2 separate regions of the Mus musculus genome follow, and region 1 is linked to region 2. A link is a contact called in public ChIA-PET data. All regions are on one chromosome and are shown on one strand. Each heading gives the region's core, a stretch centred on a gene start, on an enhancer-like site or on the middle of the called end of the contact. The rest is flanking DNA. Distances are from core to core; before and after follow the strand shown. Region 1 holds the start of Prkrip1 (Prkr interacting protein 1 (IL11 inducible)). Region 2 overlaps Orai2 (ORAI calcium release-activated calcium modulator 2).

The links. ChIA-PET counts read pairs in DNA pulled down with a chosen protein or histone mark.
Region 1: a contact with region 2 is called in an RNA polymerase II ChIA-PET map of effector CD8 T cells, with 52 read pairs. The contact joins the promoter of Prkrip1 here to the enhancer-like site in region 2. A contact is called at or near these places in 6 of 39 promoter capture datasets (frontonasal cranial neural crest, macrophages, maxillary cranial neural crest and 3 more), 4 of 15 datasets of contacts at CTCF or cohesin (the G1E-ER4 cell line, the NIH/3T3 cell line, large pre-B cells and 1 more), 82 of 484 Hi-C or Micro-C datasets (the AML12 cell line, B cells, the BV-2 cell line and 44 more), 12 of 115 datasets of contacts at active chromatin or transcription factors (the HPC-7 cell line, the SCID.adh cell line, T-cell acute lymphoblastic leukemia and 5 more) and 3 of 9 other capture datasets (adipose tissue, liver and pancreatic islet).

Annotation. Positions count from the first base shown.
Region 1 is chr5:136,197,631-136,200,489 of GRCm38.p6, forward strand. It overlaps Prkrip1 (Prkr interacting protein 1 (IL11 inducible)), which reads right to left and starts at 1,324. Exons shown (of 6, transcript NM_025774.3): 1 at 1,145-1,324; 2 at 150-228. The coding sequence starts at 1,270.
Region 2 is chr5:136,153,813-136,156,957 of GRCm38.p6, forward strand. All of the region lies in intron 2 of Orai2 (ORAI calcium release-activated calcium modulator 2), which reads right to left. Among named protein-coding and RNA genes, the nearest start is that of Orai2, 15 kb to the right of the region's middle. Within about 2 kb of position 1,804, at least 15 of the 459 cell types and tissues checked have an H3K27ac peak or open chromatin away from gene starts, as enhancers often do. A contact at or near this core is called in CD8 T cells, CD8 central memory T cells, effector CD8 T cells and 1 more, where this site is marked.

The sequences.
Region 1 (2,859 bases), core at 74-2,573, 43 kb after region 2:
TGGTGGCTCACAACCATCCTTAACAAGATCTGACTCTCTCTTCTGGAGTGTCTGAAGACAGCGACAGTGTACTTACATATAATAAATAAATCTTTAAAAAAAAAACAAAACAAAAACTATAAACCCCTGACACCCATAAGAGACATTACCCATGACATCTCGGACAAATTCTGGAGGCGCTCGAGGAGCCCATTCATTCATTTTCTCTGGAATTGGAACTGCTTTGTCCTGGAACAGTTAAACAGAAAAGCATCTATGAACATACACTTGCTGAGGAAGGTACATCCCGTTTGACGATCTCAACTGAGCACGCTTCTCAAATCTGGAGCTGACTGAGTGTAGTTCTGCTGCCCTGGCCTTACTTCATCCACTACACCATGGGGTCTAACGTGGGCCAAAGTTCTCCTGCGCTAAACAAGTCTGGAATCTACGTCACTAAGAGACGAGCCAACCTCTTCTAGTCAAAGATATGAGCTGTCTGTTTTACGAGGCCCATTGAAGAGGTAAAGAGTGATGTGGTCCAAATTTGGCGTCCAATGCTTCTTTAATAATGGCTGCTATTTGGAGTTGTACACTTTTGCTAAGACATCGATTCTGGGTTTTGTTGGTTTCTGAGATAGGTCTCACTGTCTAGCTGATCTGAAACTCACTACGTAGACCACGCTCGCCTCGAATTTGTAGCAAACTTCTGGGGTCAGCCACCAGAGTGCTGGGATAGCAGGTGTGCACCACCATACCCAGCTCCCACCGCTTTGGTTCATATATTAAAATAGAAAGGGCTGTGAAGCAATACTGAATAGTAGCGCAGGGCTGTCATCCCAGCTCGTAGGGAAGATAAGGTAAGAGGAGCCGGGATGCGAGGAGCCCGGATGCGAGGTCTGCCTATCTTACAAAGCCGATTCGGTACGGAACGTGGACAGCACGAGCAACGCCATGATACCGCAAACAGCAAACTAAGAAAAAGGAGGGTGTGGAGGGCTGGGCAGCGCCTTCGTGCAGCTACGCTGTAGGACAAGAACAGGAGCGAGGCTCCCTCCACGGGGCCGCCCTCTCCGCCCCAGGGTTGCTCTAGGGGGACTGAATGTAGCCTTGCTCGGTCTGGCGGCGGGGTGAAGGGACTGCGCCTCGGCCCACTTCCACTCACCGGGTTCTTCATGAGCCGCTCCAGCTTGAGCTTCTGCTCCTCGGCCGCATTCTTGGGGATGACCAGCGTCTGCGGCTCTTTCTTGGGCCTGGGCGGTCTCACAGAAGCGGCAGCAGGACTCGCCATAGCCGCTCTCCTACTCCTTTACGAAAGCTGCCGGCGGCCGCTCGTATTGATGACGACAGAAGAGCGCGCCAACCGCGCACGCGCACTCTCAAACCCCCGGGGGGAGGGGCGCTCTCCTGAGGCGCATGCGCACTCTCTCCTCGGAGGTACGAGGCAGTCCTAAGCAGCTTGCTTGAATATTCATGAACGCGAGGTCAGTGTGGTTTATTTTGATCATAGCACTTTAATTTCATTTCCTGTTTCAAAACAAATCAGGGCTGCCTGATTCTCACATCCGGAGAGGAAGAGACGGCCTTTAGTGATGATGAGTGGGCTGGCCCCAGGCGACGTCTCAGGTCCCCAAGGACTTCGCACAGCTTGCTCTGGGACTCTTGGCACGTCCCTCCCAGTTTCGCTCGCTCCTGGGCTTTGTCTTTTTTTTCCGTTTCTTTTTTATCTATTCTACTTTCTCCCTACCCCACTCTCTCTTCCTCCTCCTCCTCTTCTCTCCCCTTCTCCGCCCTCTCCATATCGTCTCCTTCCCTCCCTCTTTTCCTTCCTTCCTTTCCTTTCCTTTTTTTTTTTTTTTTTTTTTTTTTTTTTGTTTTTTTGTTTGTTTGTCTTGTTTTTCAACACAGAGTTTCTCTGTATATCTCTGTCCTGGAACTTGGTTTGTAGACCAGGCTGTCTTCGAACTCTCGGAGATCCGCCAGCCTCTCACACCCCGATTCCTATAATAATCTTATAATCTCCTTTGTAACTGAACTCTTAAGACAGACCCGATCTCCTTGGCCACGCTGAAAGTACAGCGCCACCAGTCGAGCCTGAGTATGTGAGTCTGTTTTAGAATAAAGGAAGTTGCCATTCCAATCTACCTGACGAGGAATTAACTTCAAGTCTTTCACTTGAAGGTGAAAGTAATGGAGAATGATGGAACTGCGGCCTTCTGGTGGTGGAGTGTTTTGTTGACCATGCGTGAGGCACTGAAGTAGCTCCCTATAGTAAAAGATGTTAAGAGCCAGCAGTGGTGGTGCAGGCCTGTAATCTCAGCACCCAGGGAGTTACAGGCAGATGGATCCCTGAGTTCAAGGCCATCCTGGTCTGTAGAGAGAGAGTTCCAGGACAGCCAGAACTACACAGAGAAAGCCAGTCTCAAAAAACAAACAACAAAAAAACAAGCAACAACAAAACAAGCAACAACAAAAACCCAAGATGGTAACAGTAACATCTTGTAGGCAAGGAAACTGAAACAAGTCCTTTATTAGAAGAAGCTTATTAGAATGAAAGGGCCTCAAAGCTGACTGTTGCTGGAGATGGAGGGAGAACAATAGACAGTACAGTATATGGATCTCTGAACGTGGTGGGGCCTTAAAGGGAGCAAGAGGCTTCCCTTTGGAACCTGGAGAGGAGCTTCATTAAAACTGGAAGGAAGGCCGGGCAGTGGTGGCACACGCCTTTACTCCCAGCACTCCGGAGGCAGAGGCAGGCAGATTTCTGAGTTTGAGGCCAGCCTGGTCTACAGAGTGAGTTCCAGGACAGCCAGGGCTACACAGAGAAACACTGTCTGGAAAAAAAGAAAAAAGAAAAAAACAAAACTGTGAAGAAGAGAA
Region 2 (3,145 bases), core at 554-3,053:
CTTACGTATGGAAGGCAAGCACTCTACTGACCGAGATGCGTGCTTAGCACGATGAGGCCATAGGGGAAATGCTAAGTACCCTTGGGGAGATGGTTAGGGGCTGAGCAACAACTGAGCACACTTGTGGTGTTTTGAATATGCTTGGCCCAGGGAGTGGCACTAGTAGGAGGTGTGGCCTTGTTGGAGTGGATGTAGCCTTGTTGGAGGAAGATGTGTCACAGTGGGCTTTAAGACCCTCCTCCTAGGGCTGGAGAGATGGCTCAGTGGTTAAGAGCAAACGACTGCTCTACCGAAGGTCCTGAGTTCAAATCCCAGCAACCACATGGTGGCTCACAACCATCCGTAATGAGATCTGACGCCCTCTTCTGGTGCATCTGAAGACAGCTACAGTGTACTTAGATATAATAATAAATAAATCTTAAAAAACAAAACAAAACAAAACCCTCCTCCTAGCTGCCTGAAAGTCAGTCTTCTCCTGTTTGACTTTGGAACAAGATGAAGAACTCTCAGCTTCTCCTGCACCATGTCTACCTGGATGCTGTCATGTTCCTGCCTTGGTGATAATGGACTGAACCTCTGAACCTGTCAGCCAGCCCAAGAGTTGCCTTGGTCATGGTGTCTGTTCACAGCAGTAAGACCCTAACTAAGACAAGGTTCAAGGCCATCGTTTTAGGGGCTGGAGAAATGGCTCGGTGGATAAGAAGAGTGTCTGCTATGCAATCATGAGGATTTTAGTTTGGGGCCCAACATCCATGGGAAAGCTGGAAGTCTAGCAGAGAAACCTCAAGCCCTGGGCTCAGGGAGAGACCCTGCCTCAAGGGACTGTTTGCCATCAAATGATGGAGGATACATCGGATTCCCTTTTCTGGGCTCCTGGTGCATATGCATGTGTGCATTTCTGCACACACGTGTGCAGATATCCACACACAGACACACAGACACACAAATAAATCGTTTTTAAAAGGTCCTAGAGCTGGGGAGAACCCTTAAGGGATAAAGTGGTCGCACAGGAAGTTTGAAGATTAGTGTTTGGATTCCCAGAACCCACGTAAGTGCTGGGTGGGTGTGGTGGCCCACATACAATTCCAGCCCTGGAAGGGGAAACAGGATCATCAGAGTAATCGGTTAGCAAGACTGACTGCATCAATGGGCTCTGGGTTTGATTGAGAGACCCTGACTCTGGGGGCTGGAGAGATGATGGCTCAGTGGTTAAAAGCAGTGTGTACTCTTCCAAAGGACCCAGGTTTAATTCCCAGCACTCACATGGTGGCTCACAACTGCCTATAACTCTAACTCCAAGGATCTGAAGCCCTGTTCCACCCTTCTCAGGCACCAGGCACTCATGTGATACACAGACATGCACATGGGCAAAACACCCACACAAAAAGAGAGAAGAAAAAAGAGACTCTGCCTCAATACATATGGGGGAAGACCAGTGGCATAATTCTCAGCCTCAGTCTTGGGCCTCTGTATGCACATGCTCATACATACATGTGCATTTACACACGTGCACACATGTATTCACATGCGCACATCACAGACGCACAAAGGGGAAAATCAAGATGAAAAAGATCCTATAGAACAACAAAAGAAAGGAAATCAAAAACAAAAAGCCCCCTAGTTCACCACAGCAGCTCTGTTTGATAATGGAGGCTGTGGCCTGGAGTTAAAAACCAAAAACCAAAAAAAAAAAAAAATGAAAAAATTATTGTTTGACTTGAAGTAAATCACTTGCTACCCAGTGGTATCCCGCTGAGCAGTGGTGCTTGTCCCCTGGGCCAGTTTCCTGTGGGGTGTGGGGCAGGGACTCTAGAGTGATGACAGCTGTAGGACCGGCTCTTAGGATGACTAAGAGACGGCGGCAGCTGTGAGGAGCCGCCCTCACATTTGCCATTATAAGATGGCACTGACAGCTGTGTTCTAAGTGGTAAACATAGTCTGCACACATGCAGGGGCAGTTTTCCCACCATGTGTTCTGCCTTTCCCGTGATGACAACTGGGCCGATGGGCTGCAGCCAATCAGGGAGTAATACGTCCTAGGTGGAGGATAATTCTCCTTAAAAAAGGGATGGGGTTTCGCCATTTGCTTGCTTGCTCTCTTGCACTCTGGCTCCTGAAGATGTAAGCAATAAAGCTTTGCCGCAGAAGATTCTGGTTTGTTGCGTCTTTCCTGGCCGGTCGTGAGAACGCGTCTAATAACAATTGGTGCCGAAACCCGGGACGAGAAAAAACTCGGGACTGGCGCAAGGAAGATCCCTCATTCCAGAACCAGAACTGCGGGTCGCGGTAATAAAGGTTCCCGTAAAGCAGACTGTTAAGAAGGATTCAACTGTATGAATTCAGAACTTTTCAGCTGGGGAACGAGAGTACCAGTGAGTACAGCTTTACGAGGTAAGCCTGGCCTTGAACTTTCTAAGGAAATTCAAGACAGTCTATCAGAAGTAAAGTGGAAAATGGCTTTGCAAGGTATATTTGGCCTTGAATTTTTTCTAGTGTTAGAAGCCCTTTTGTTCCTTTTCACATGTTATCAAGTGGTTAAGGCAGGGCGGATTCTAGAGGAAATTCAGGACAAGCTATCAGAAGTAAAGCGGGGAGAGAGAGTAGGAGCAAAGAGAAAATATGGTACACAAAATAAGTATACAGGCCTTTCCAAGGGTCTTGAACCCGAGGAAAAGTTAAGGTCAGGTAGGAATACCTGGAGAGAGATTAGAAGGAAAAGAGGGAAAAGGGAAAAGAAGAAAGATCAATTAGCGGAGGTTTCTAGGAGAAGGAGCCTATACCCATCACTAGATGAGTTTAAGGAGCTAGTTCTTAGTAGCTCTGAATCAGATAAAAAATTTAGCTTCTCTGAAGAAACAGACTTGGAGGAGGAAACAGCTCGTTATGAGAGAGAAAAGTGCCAGCCAGATAAAATGCGAGCTAATCGGTCAAGGAAAAAGCCAAAAGCGGCTGGCAAAGGCCAGCTTGCTGCTTGGCCTCTTGGCAGTCGGCTTCAAGGTCATAGTGCACCTCCACCCTATGCTGAGCCCCCGGCCTGCGTAGTGCATCAGCCCTGCGCAGAGAGGCAATGGACAGAGAGGCAATGCACAGACTCGTTCATTCCAAAGGAGGAACAAAGGAAAATACAACAGGCATTTCCGGTCTT